Linked DNA regions of Mus musculus: region 2 is linked to region 1. The links are chromatin contacts, called in public Hi-C maps. All regions are on one chromosome and are shown on one strand. Each heading gives the region's core, a stretch centred on a gene start, on an enhancer-like site or on the middle of the called end of the contact. The rest is flanking DNA. Distances are from core to core; before and after follow the strand shown. Region 1 holds the start of Rnf44 (ring finger protein 44). Region 2 holds the start of Tgfbi (transforming growth factor, beta induced).

Region 1 (5,399 bases), core at 124-2,623:
GCCCTCCTTGCTGGGCAGTGGTGGCATAATCCCAGCACTTGGGAGGCAGAGGCAGGTGGATTTCTGAGGCCAGCCAGGGCTATACAGAGAAACCCTGTCTCAAAAAACAAATCTGCCCTCCTGAACAGGTGCACCCTAATGAGAATTCCTGTGTCTTTTCCCAAATCACTTCCCACTGTATGCTGATACAATATTCAGTTGAAATTGATAATATTGTTACACCTTGTTAGTAAATTGGTTTGTTTTTTAAATATTTGGGATTATGGGATGCATCCACAAAGTACAGAGTGTCACCCATCTGTAGCCACAGAGGTTTAACAAATGTTGCCATTTTCTACTGACATCCTGTTCTGGGTTGGTGGACTCTGTAGTAGTCCAGTTACTACAGACCGGCCTAGTAGACATGAGTGCTTTAGGTAATGGTGATGTTCTGCTTATATAATCGATGCAGACACACCATACCCCACTTTGTATGTTTGCCTGGCCGGGGGGGGGGGGGGCATCCTAAGGGGACACCGACGTCTGCCCCCTCTCTCGCCTCAGCTGTGTTACTATCTGGGTGTGTGATATTTTTGTTGCTTGTATTTTGAAGACAAGGTCTCTGTAGCTATGTAGACCAGGCTGTTCTCGAACTATTGATCCGCCGGTCCTGGAGGAGTGACTCTTCTTTCCGGTACAGTGGCTTGCTTGTCCTGATCCCTAGGCTCTCAGTCGTTGAGAAGCTTAGAGAACTAAACTGCAGAAACCTCCCTGGGCCTGGTTCAGGAGATCCCAACTCTTCCCACTTCAGCTGAACTAGAGCCTCTCCACCCCTTTTCCCGGGCCGCGCTAGGGGCGGGGTGCCGAGATGTTTCTGTGACGTCAGCACGCGCAAGACCAATCCCCCTACCCAGGAGACGTTAAATCATTTGCATGGCTCCTCAGTCATTGGTCTCTTCAGCCCTGGGTTGTCCCAGCTGTTTAAAGGCGCCGTCTAACGGAACAGAAAGCGAGCGAGTAGAGAGGCGAGGTGAGCTATGAGGTCATCGCAGGCCTGCCGGGCTTGTGGTGACGTCATCTCCGGGAAGTGTGCTTGCCGAGCTAAGAGCGGTCCTCTCACCTCGGCTGCGTGAGAGGCTGCGTGCCCCACAGAGGCCGCGGCCCTAAGAAGGTAACCTTGACCTGTTAGTGCGTGCCACGGTCCCCGTACCTGGGCTCGCACCGCTCATCACCTGCGACTCGGCCTTGTGGGCTTTGAAGTATGAGGTGGGGGCGAAGAGGCTTTTTTAGCCAGCCTTTCAAGATGGCGACCCGCTAGTCACGTGCCGCCCGCAGGACGCGATTGGCCGACGCGCGGCGCGGGGCGGGGCCTGCGGGGCGGGGCCTGCGGGGCGGGGCGGGTGTCCGCTCTTGCCGCTACTGTTTGCTTGCGCGTCCTGGCGCGCCCCCGCGAGCCGCCTCCCGCGCTGCGCGCCCCCGCCGATCCGAATGTTGTGAATCAAAACGTGGGGCTGGTTCCATCCGGCCGCCGCGGACAGTTCTTAAAGGGCCAGCCCGCCGGAGAGCACAGCTGCGTCCTGCGCCGCCCTTCTCTCGGGCCCGGGCTGGGGAGGCGGAAGACAGAGCAGGCTCGCGAAGGAGCGGGCGCTTCACCGTCCGCACCCCGCATCGCGAACAAAGGAGCCCGCGTGTGGTCGGACGGCTGCCGGTGAGTCGGGCCGGGCCTCTTAACTTCGGACCCGCACCCCGGAACTACGGCTCCCTCGGGGACGCGTTGTTTGCCGGCCTCGTAGGCGTCGATCCCGGGCTGAGGGAGTGGTGGGAGACGGCGGCGGGGCCCCCGGGCCAGGTGCTGCCTGCGGCTACCTAGTCCGGGCCGCTCTTCTGCCTTGCAGAGCGCTGCGGTGGAGGGGAAGGAGCCAACCCCTCCCCCTGCAGCCGCCACTTCCTTTGTTGTTGCTTTTGTCTCACGCCGAGCACATGGTCCGGGATCCTCGGCTCTTAAAGTCACAGCGCTCTAGCCCCAGCGGTGCTGCCTGCCTTTTCCCCTCAGTGTTCCTCCGAGTGCGGCATTACGGAGTAAGGGGAACAACGGAGGCCCCTCCTGAGACAGGTGTACGAGCTTCGGTCCCATCCCCAAGGAGGGGTAGCTTTGGAAAACTGCTGGAGCCCCACGGCCTGCTTTGGGGAGGAGCCTTATCCTCTGGGACTTTGTTTTCCTTCCCCATAATGTGAACACCTAGTTTCTTGTCTGTGGCTTTTTTAGGGGCGCCCTGGGGAGATTTCAGTCTCTATTGTTAATAAGGCTTAGCCGAAACTAAAGGGGTTCTTTAACCAAGGTCACCCAGGGAGTCTAAGCTGGCCAAGGTGTGGTGGTTCCGCCCTAAATCGCCTCCTCGGCCTTTGTGGGAGTTGGGAAGCTCCTACTTAGAGGGAGGTACGGCGAGCATGTAGGGTAGGGGAACTTGTATTCCCACCTAAGCCTGCTCGTCTGCTAGAGGGAGTGAATCTTTCTGCAAACCGACCCTATTCGACTCTACTCAAGGGTTAGAATGTGTGCTTGGGACTCTGTACTTGGCTGGCGGGGTTGTGGACCCATGGGGACAAGAGATAGACTTAGGGGAGTTTACACAAACTTTATGGATAGAGAGCAGTACAGTGAAGAGAGGTGTGGGAAAGCAGTGGTGCTGGTTGACCTTGAGTGTGTTGATTGGTCCAGCTCAGTCACTCTTGCGTCTCTGGGACACTACTCACGCATAAAGATACTACATCTCACACGTGGCTCCTGAAGTACTCTGTAGTTTTCCCTCCGACCACTGTCATTGAGACTACTGGGGCTTTGGGTCTAGGGAACCAGCCAGGAGGACCAATTGTGTTCCCCGTGGTCTAGAACAAGTCCTTGGGGTTTCAGTAACTGAAATGGGTGTGTCCCCTCTTTACCACTTTAGTTTCTGGCAGGAGTTAAAGAACCACCTTTCTGTTCCTCAGGTACACTGCTGGACACCATGCTCGTGCCTCCTTTAGCGCTTAGGGACTTGTGTCTACCTAGGGTAGGGGTGCAGGAGGAGGCCAACCATTCACACCACAGCTGGCCTTCACTTAAGGCTGCCTCTTCTCTTCCCTTTAAAGTAGCCTTTGATGGGTCCCTGAGAGATCGTTCTTAGGTTCCCATTTTTACAGAGGAGGAATCTGAAGTTCAAGGAGAGGAAGTGATGGGCCTAAGACCCTGGCAAGAAGTTGGGGGTGATGCTGTTACCTTTGGCTCCATTGCTTCCCACTAGATGTCCTTCTGTCTGCTGGGTTGGGATAGGCCAGGCATCTTGTTTCAGGTATTTGAGTTTTCCCTGACCTGGAATCTCAAAAGTGGGGGCCTATGTGTCAGGGTATCTTGGAGAGAAGGCCCATTTTCTGACTGAGGAGGGAGAGCAAATGCAGTTGGGTTGTGTGTGTGTGTGTGTGTGTGTCCATCCATCCATCCATTCCTGTATGCTTTAGCCTCATTTCAGAGACTAAGATTTGGGGGGAGTGATTATAACCTCCCATTGTTTACTCTGACAACACCCTGTCATTGAGGCTTCTTCAGTTGAATCCCACTCCTGCTGAGTGCCTGAGCCGGTCAGTAACAGCAGTGAATCCAGCTGGTATACCCCAGGTCTGTGGCTGAGGCCAGGCACTGTTGGGGAATGTGGAGGAAGCATTCTTCCCTGCAGACTTGGAGAATTGGGGCCCAAACTTGGCGAGTCCTGGGTAGAGGAAATGGTTCTGACCTTTGCAGGACCAGCTGAGGTGCTTAACTGGAACTGCCCTCCCTTGCTGTGTCAGCAGGGGGCAGCATTTGAAACTGGACATCAGATGACCATAGGTTTGTTGGCTGAGAAAGAGTGAAAAGACCACCTTGTGGCACAAGGCTGGCTAGTCCAGTGTGATACACTCTTCAGTGTTGCAGGGCCTGATGGGTTTCAGCGTGTTCCTTGCCAAGGCTTCATCCTGACTGAGTTAGTTGCAGAAGCCTGAGGTTGGACCTGCTCTGGGGTTACAAGACATGGGTGTGTACCAGGCCGTGCATGCTGCCAGCTGAAAGCTTCTTCCTAGTCTCTGTGGAGCCTTGAGATACCCTCCTCTGTGAGCACCAGGCTGTAGAGACAGGCTTGAAGCCACCCATTTCCTAGCTTTGACATGTGGAACCTGGGACAGTGAGTCTGTTCTCCCAAGCCTGCTAAAAGCTTTCCTTAGTTGTGGGGTCACACCCGAGTGGGCACTGGAGGGGAGGGCTCGGGAGAGAGAACAAGTTCCAAGGCTGGGAAGCAGGTCAGACTATCTTACCTAGCACTTATCTAGAGGGGAGTTGAGTCCCAGGTCTCTCTGGAGTTCCTCTTCAGCCAGCCACATGAAAGGGGAGCCTAAAGCTCCCCAAAAGTCCCAGCTGCCTGGGGCTCAAGATTTAGCCTTTGTCATGAGGCAGAGGAGGAGCTTACTCCAGCCTGAGCCTCCTCAGGCCAGCTGGCCCTGAAGCATACTGGTCTGGCCTCTGAATTTTTCATATTCTAAGGAGATTTGACCCCATTTCACAGAATAGGAAACTAAGACTAGCTTGTCAGTGTTGGACCCCTGGCTTCAGAGGACCTGTCCAGGTTTTGTTGGTTTCCCAGGTACTAATTATACAAGCAACTGTCTTTTTCTATTCCCCCACATCTTTCTCTAATTACCTCCTAGGGTTGTGAGCCCCGGCACAGCCCCTCCACCTCCCTGCCCTCCTGATGAGACCATGGACTTTGGCAGTGACTAAGTGGCCACCTTCTGCCCCTGTGGGTCACTGGCGAGTCTCTACAAGGCTTAGCAGCAGTCCAGGCCAGCTCTGGGGAAGGTAGGAAGAAGTCTCTATCTCTTAATTCAAGGGCAGCCAGCTTGGCTTGGGTTCAAGGGCAGAGGGGTGGGCCCCAGGGCCCTGAGCTACTTGGCTTCCTAGTGTGGGTCATTACCCTGGCTTCTCTCCATGAATTATAAATGAGTGGTGCCCCTCTATCCTGTTGGGGCTCCTCTGTGTGGTACAGCCTTGGCCACGAGGGGCCCCTGGTCAGCCCACCTGCCCAGGATGAGCGCTTACCCTCCCAGCAGCTGCTGCCCAGACCATCAAACCTCTCTGTAGAGGAGCACCGAGCCTCAGCTCCTGCCGGCAGGAGCCCCCGAATGCTGCACCCAGCCACCCAGCAGAGCCCGTTCATGGTTGATCTCCACGAACAAGTAAGTACAACTACCTCACCCCCTGCCCCCCAACTTATTTCTACCAAACTAGTCTAAGGAGTAGAGGCAGCAGAAATGAGTGTTTTGCCATACTTAGCATATGTTATCCCATGATGTGGATGGAGAAATTGGGTTCCAGAAAGGGGAAGGGTCTTCCCCAGGTTTCCTCCCTCCAGTTC
Region 2 (5,461 bases), core at 2,802-5,301, 1.9 Mb before region 1:
TTGTGCTGGGCACCCAAAAGTTTCTATGACTAATCTGTAATGGATGTCCCTCTCTCCAGCTACCCTCAGGAATCATAAAGATAAGAGTTCCCGGTCCAGATAGAGTCGGGCAGAAATAGGCTCATTAGAAACGGTTGATAACAATTTAGTTTAAAAATATCTCCAATAAGTCCGGAAAAGCAGAAGCAAACACCCTGGGTTTCTGCTGAGGAGGCTTTTCTGGAGTTGGAGAGCACTGTTTGCATTTTCTTCTACTGAGCAACCAGTGTGGTGCTCAGGCCAGGTGAAGGTGGGTACTTCTTTGGAGCTCCTGGGCAAAGGGAGCTGCCATGCTGGGTGATGACAAAGGGGAGGGAGGCTCTTCCTGAGCAGACAGCAGGGCAGGCTTCGTAAGTCAGAAAAGTAAAGACAACAGATTCAGTTTTCATGAGATGTCCGTGTTCACGCAGCTTCAGGCCCATTCAGAGGTGGGCACGATTTCTTCAATAGCAATTTCCAACACTTTAAAGATGCAATGCAGAGAGGCAGGAGGACGGCTCTGAGTTCAAGGCTTACCTGGGCTACACAGCGAGTTGAAGTCTCTCTGGACTAGCTAGTTAACAAACTAAACTAACTGTGGTCCATAGAATTCTATGAGGAGCATGGGGTCTGGGGCAGGGGATCTGTGGCTACCCCCTCATCGTTTGGGCAGTGTCCATAGCTGGATGCTTGATTGGGTGGTTGTTCCTTCTGACCCTCTATCTCTCCCCCACTTCCTTTCTATACGAAGCATACGTCTGTTTTCTGTTGTTGTTTAATAGACAAGAGTGAGCAGAGCAGTCGTGATATTAGTAAAGTCATCTTGACAGAAGACAACTGGTTAAAGGCTGGATCAGCCCACCTTAGGTGGGTCTCTCCAGGTACTTAGAGGCTCTGCAGCCAGAGATCCACACGTTTCACTCAAGGTCCTCGAATAACCCCCAGAGAGCTCCCACGGGCCACGCTCCAGCCCCCAATCATCCTCACTGCTGTACAATCCCAGAAGTTCTCCTGTCCAACTGAGCGAGCAGGAAGTAATTACTGTGGCTGAATTCCCTGCAGCTCTCCATGGGCGGCCGGCGGCTCTTCAGCGAGTCTCTGTGGATTTGGCTCCAGCATTCCTCGACTGTGTAGAGTTTCCACTGCTCCTGCCCCTGTGACAGGAGCAGAAGCTGGGGGTGGAGGTAAGCTGAGTCCACAGGAAATCTGTGCTGAAATGTGCTCAAAATGAGCAGGTCATTCCTGGGCTTCTGCCCCAAGACAACTCTGCTGGTCCACTTGCATCTGAAAACCAAGTACTTCTGGAAGTTCCATCCAGTTTCTCTCAATGCCATTCAAAAGCGTGGCCAGCTTTCACTTGCTTTGTGTTGGTGCTCCCCACTCCCATTGTTACACAGACACAGCTGGGAGCCAACAGACCACCCAGCAACCCCTCTGCTCCTACCAGCTTTCTGTGTTTGCCTCCTAAGCATCAGTTTCACCTTCTGTAAAATAGGAATTTTGCAGTGGCTGGGGGCAGGGGCATGAGGAGGCAAAGGCAGCGGGGCCATGAATGACTGTGCACTACTGCCCAGTGGCTAGGTACAGAGTCCTTCCCCTCTCTCACGGGACACCCTGCACTTCCCCAAACTTCCCTTTTCTCCAGCTCTCACTTTGAATCAAGGGCTGGAGCTGGAACAAGGTTATCCATCTGCACAAGGTACCACACCCATGTGTGCAAGGCCAGGCAGTCCCGTGGTTTTTCAGGGACAGTTAGGTCAGAGTAAATGCAACTATGTAACAATGCCTGTAACCATTTGCCACTGCTTGTGTGCCTCTGGGGAATCCAGATTCCCCTTAGAGAAGGGTGCTGCTGTGGTCTTTCTCATATTTATTTTGAGATGGGATCTCCTTTTGAATTGCCCGCCTCTTTTTCCAGCCTCAGGAGTAGATGGGATGGAAGGTATGCATCCTCCCGCTCAGCACATCATCTCTTGATCCATCAGCCTATTGTAGATTACTTGCTACAAGTTTTCCAGCTCAGGGCAAGAACCTCAGAGAAGTGAATCGAAATCATTCGCTCATTTTGTGTTTGTTGGAAGCACATGCCACAGTGAGCTTCCCACAACATTTGGAAGGCTGGTTCACTTATTCCATGTGGGTCATCAGGCTTGGCAGCCCGGACCTTAGCTGAGCCACCTCACTGGTCCACATCTGAAGTTTCTTAAAGCACTGGTTTTCCTGACAGTGTCCTGGGCTCTGAAGGGAAGGAGGCTGGCCTCAGAGATAGATCTTACACGATATCTCTAGAGACCTTTCACTGTGGCTGTTGACATTGCAGCTCTGGGTTACGACACTGCAGGGTGACCTGTGGTGATCTTAGTGGTTAGGAGGAAGGAGGGAACAGAACTGAATGCAACATTCAAGAAAGGCAGTGGGACCCAAAGGTGAACCGGGCAGGGATGAGAGATGCTCTGGCTTTCCATGTTTGGCTCTGAGGCTTCAAATCTGCATTTTTCCTATCTGCCCTCTCAATCCTTCATACCCACAGCCTAAGTTAAAATATGACCCAAGGACCTTTTCCACTGCCTGTCTCCTTTCAGGAGGCCGTGAAGCCTGGCTTGGTTCTGTTCTGCCTGTGGCCAGTCCCGCACCCAGCAACTTGTTTTGCCCCAAGCACTGAACATCTGGGGGGGCTACAAGAGACTGGAAAGCCACATGCAGAAGAAAGGTAACTTCTCCCTAAAATTCGCATCCTTTACTCGAGTCCAGAGTCTACCCAGTTGCTGGAGGCTGAAGCTGTGTCTGGGTCTAAAAAGACAACCGCCACTGGCCACATGGTTTGTTTTTCCTTTAGATCTGAATATAGATCTGTGTAGTCTGTTGGAGAGTTGGGAATAGCCTGGGGTGCGAATGCCTGATCATGGGCACCAGGCCTCCCCGGAAGTCAGTACTCTACTTTTCCCATAGAGTTTTCCTCTAGTATAAATGATGTTCATACACCCAGGTAGTCTGGACATGCAACAAAGCTGGGCTCTGTTTGGAGCAGGCATGACCTGGTTGTGTGTAGAAATACCATGCCAGGCTCTTCATCAGGGCAAAGCCTTGGCCAGAGTGCGTCTCCGAAAACTTACACATCTGCAACATCTCAGAGAAATACCTGAAGCACCAATGTCCCACGTTTACAAAGCTGCCTGTCGCTTTAAGACAGATGCCAGTCCTGACTCCAGGACATACTGCAGGGCAAAATGGTTCCTTCTCAGGACTCGGTTTCCCAATCTGTCTAGCATGTATAAAGGGTGGTGAAGCCTCCTGCTCTACATCTTTGGCCAGCAAGCACTGTTGGTGTTGAGTGTTTGGGTGCAGAGCAATACCAAATGCATAGGAGTAGTGGGCACCTAGCTAGGGTCCTGCCACCAGGTATGACCAGTAACACTCCTGGAATCAATGGACAGTGACCTGCCTGGTTTTCCCCTCTATGGTAGGTAGGTACTGTCTCAGGGTGATGGTGATTCTGCGTTGAGAGCTGCCAACGCCCCCTTCTACCTAGAGTCAAGAAAGGAGACTGATAGTCCCCTAGACTGTTTCATGCACTTTTGTCTGACTCTGTGGTCACTGGCCAGTGCCCCCAACCCTTTCTTCACAAACTGTTCCACTGTGTCCCCTTATCTCATCAACCTCCACGCAGGTTTGGTCTTTCTATGCAATGGCTAATATTCCTTCGGGCTTTGTCGTCCCCCACCTCCACTCCCCCGCGCGCGCACCCCTGGCCAGGTATGATGTCCCCAGCTGAGCACACTGGCAGTTCAGTGACCTGTCCTATGCTCACGCCTCCCATCACAGAGCGGCTGGGACTTACCCGTGCTGGCGACCCCGGAGCCGGCTATGCTGCAGCACCAGCTGGTAGGGTGACTTGGCGGGACCTGCAAGGGTCCCAGCGGGGCCCACAGACAGTGCCAGAGCGAGGGTCAGCAGTCGCATGAGGAGCGCCATGGAGCTGGAGCACGCGCGGACCCACGATGAAAGCAGGCGCGGGCGGTGCTGGTGAAGTGAGAGCAGCGGGGCAGCGCGCGCTGGGTTTAGTAGCCCGAGGGAGGGAGCGGCAGAGGGAGGGGAAGGGCAGCCGGCGCCTCCCAGACCACGCCACTACTAAGCACCCGCGCCCTCCTGCACCGCCCAGCTCACACACCCCCTCCCACTTCGCACAAAGTGCGGGTCCAAAGGAACTAGTCCTCAAGTTTCAGTTTCTTAAGGTGTTCATGCTTAGAGCCCGAAGATAGCTCTCTAGCAGACTGCAGGAAGCCAGAGGGTCTGTGCTGACTCCCTCACACTTAGGCACGGACAGACTGGCCTCTGCAGTCCAGATGCATCAGCCCTGCTGATACACTGTAGAGGAGGAGTAAGTCTTCCTGTTGACAGACCGTAGAAAAGTGGGAAGGGTGGGGCTCACACCTTGGCATTCAGGAATCCCTCACCTGGCTTCAATAAAGATCTGTGAATGTGAGGTAGATGCTGCCAAGAGATAGATCGGCTAGGAACCATGCCTTGGATGAGCTTGAAATATGCCAACGGTCACATGGTAGGGAGGTGAGAACTCGCCCTAGCATCTATTAACCACCCTCCCCTTACCTGCTTCTACTAGTCCCAGGGGTGAGCTCTCAGTGCTTGGGAGAACATGGGCCTAGCAAAGATGTAGAGAGGCAGCTGGGGCATTAGGAGTCTGGAGTAGGCACCTGACCTAGGCACAGTATGGCACAGTATGGCAGCGGCCGCTTTTAGATCTGAAGGCAGAACAGGATTTGGCCAGGCCAAAGGAGGATGGTTTAAGAGGACCCAGGCATCCAGTTCAGCAAAGCGCGCTGGGTGGAGAGTAGAGCAGAAAACAGCAGTGTATCATCAGGGCTCCAAGCTAAGAATCTGCCAGTGTTGAGGAAGCAAGGGAATGGCCCAGTTGATGTCCTGAGCAGGCAGCAGGAGGGTCGAGTGAGCAGGAGGGGACCACATTGGAGCTTGAGCGACTGTGGTGGAAGTGGAGAAGGGATGGACGTATGTCTAGAAGAAGACAATAGTCTCAAGGGAACATAGGAGCTACAGGTGCTGGTTCACCTTGATTGCCCACTGGGTTGGGCTGGCAAATGCCCAGGGGCATCGGCGAAGCTCATCACTGAATGGTGTTTTGGGAAAAACAGTGGTCCAAAGGTAAAGACCCGTCTTGAATGAAGGTGGCGTCATGCCATGGGATAGGGTCATGGGTTGAATAAAAGGGGGGGGGTGGATAAGGTGAACATGAACATCCCACACTCTGCCTGGCAACCCAGAGAGATGTGAGCACTCGGCCTCCTGCTGCCTGCCTTCCCAGCCACAAGGACTGTGCTCTGAACTGTGAGCTGAGACAAAAGACAAACCTCCTCTCCTGAACTGCTTCTTGTCAAGCCTTGTCCCTGCAGTGGGAAAAGCCACTGGT

What was found. A called contact is a pair of places that touch in the nucleus more often than the background predicts.
Region 2: a Hi-C map of neutrophils shows a contact between it and region 1, with 7 times the contacts expected there. The contact joins the promoter of Tgfbi here to the promoter of Rnf44 in region 1.

The regions. Positions count from the first base shown.
Region 1 is chr13:54,683,782-54,689,180 of GRCm38.p6, reverse strand. Rnf44 (ring finger protein 44) reads left to right here and starts at 1,373. Exons shown (of 11, transcript NM_001146026.1): 1 at 1,373-1,687; 2 at 4,693-4,843; 3 at 5,106-5,220. The coding sequence starts at 4,737.
Region 2 is chr13:56,608,176-56,613,636 of GRCm38.p6, reverse strand. It overlaps Tgfbi (transforming growth factor, beta induced), which reads right to left and starts at 4,051. Exons shown (of 17, transcript NM_009369.5): 1 at 3,857-4,051. The coding sequence starts at 3,990.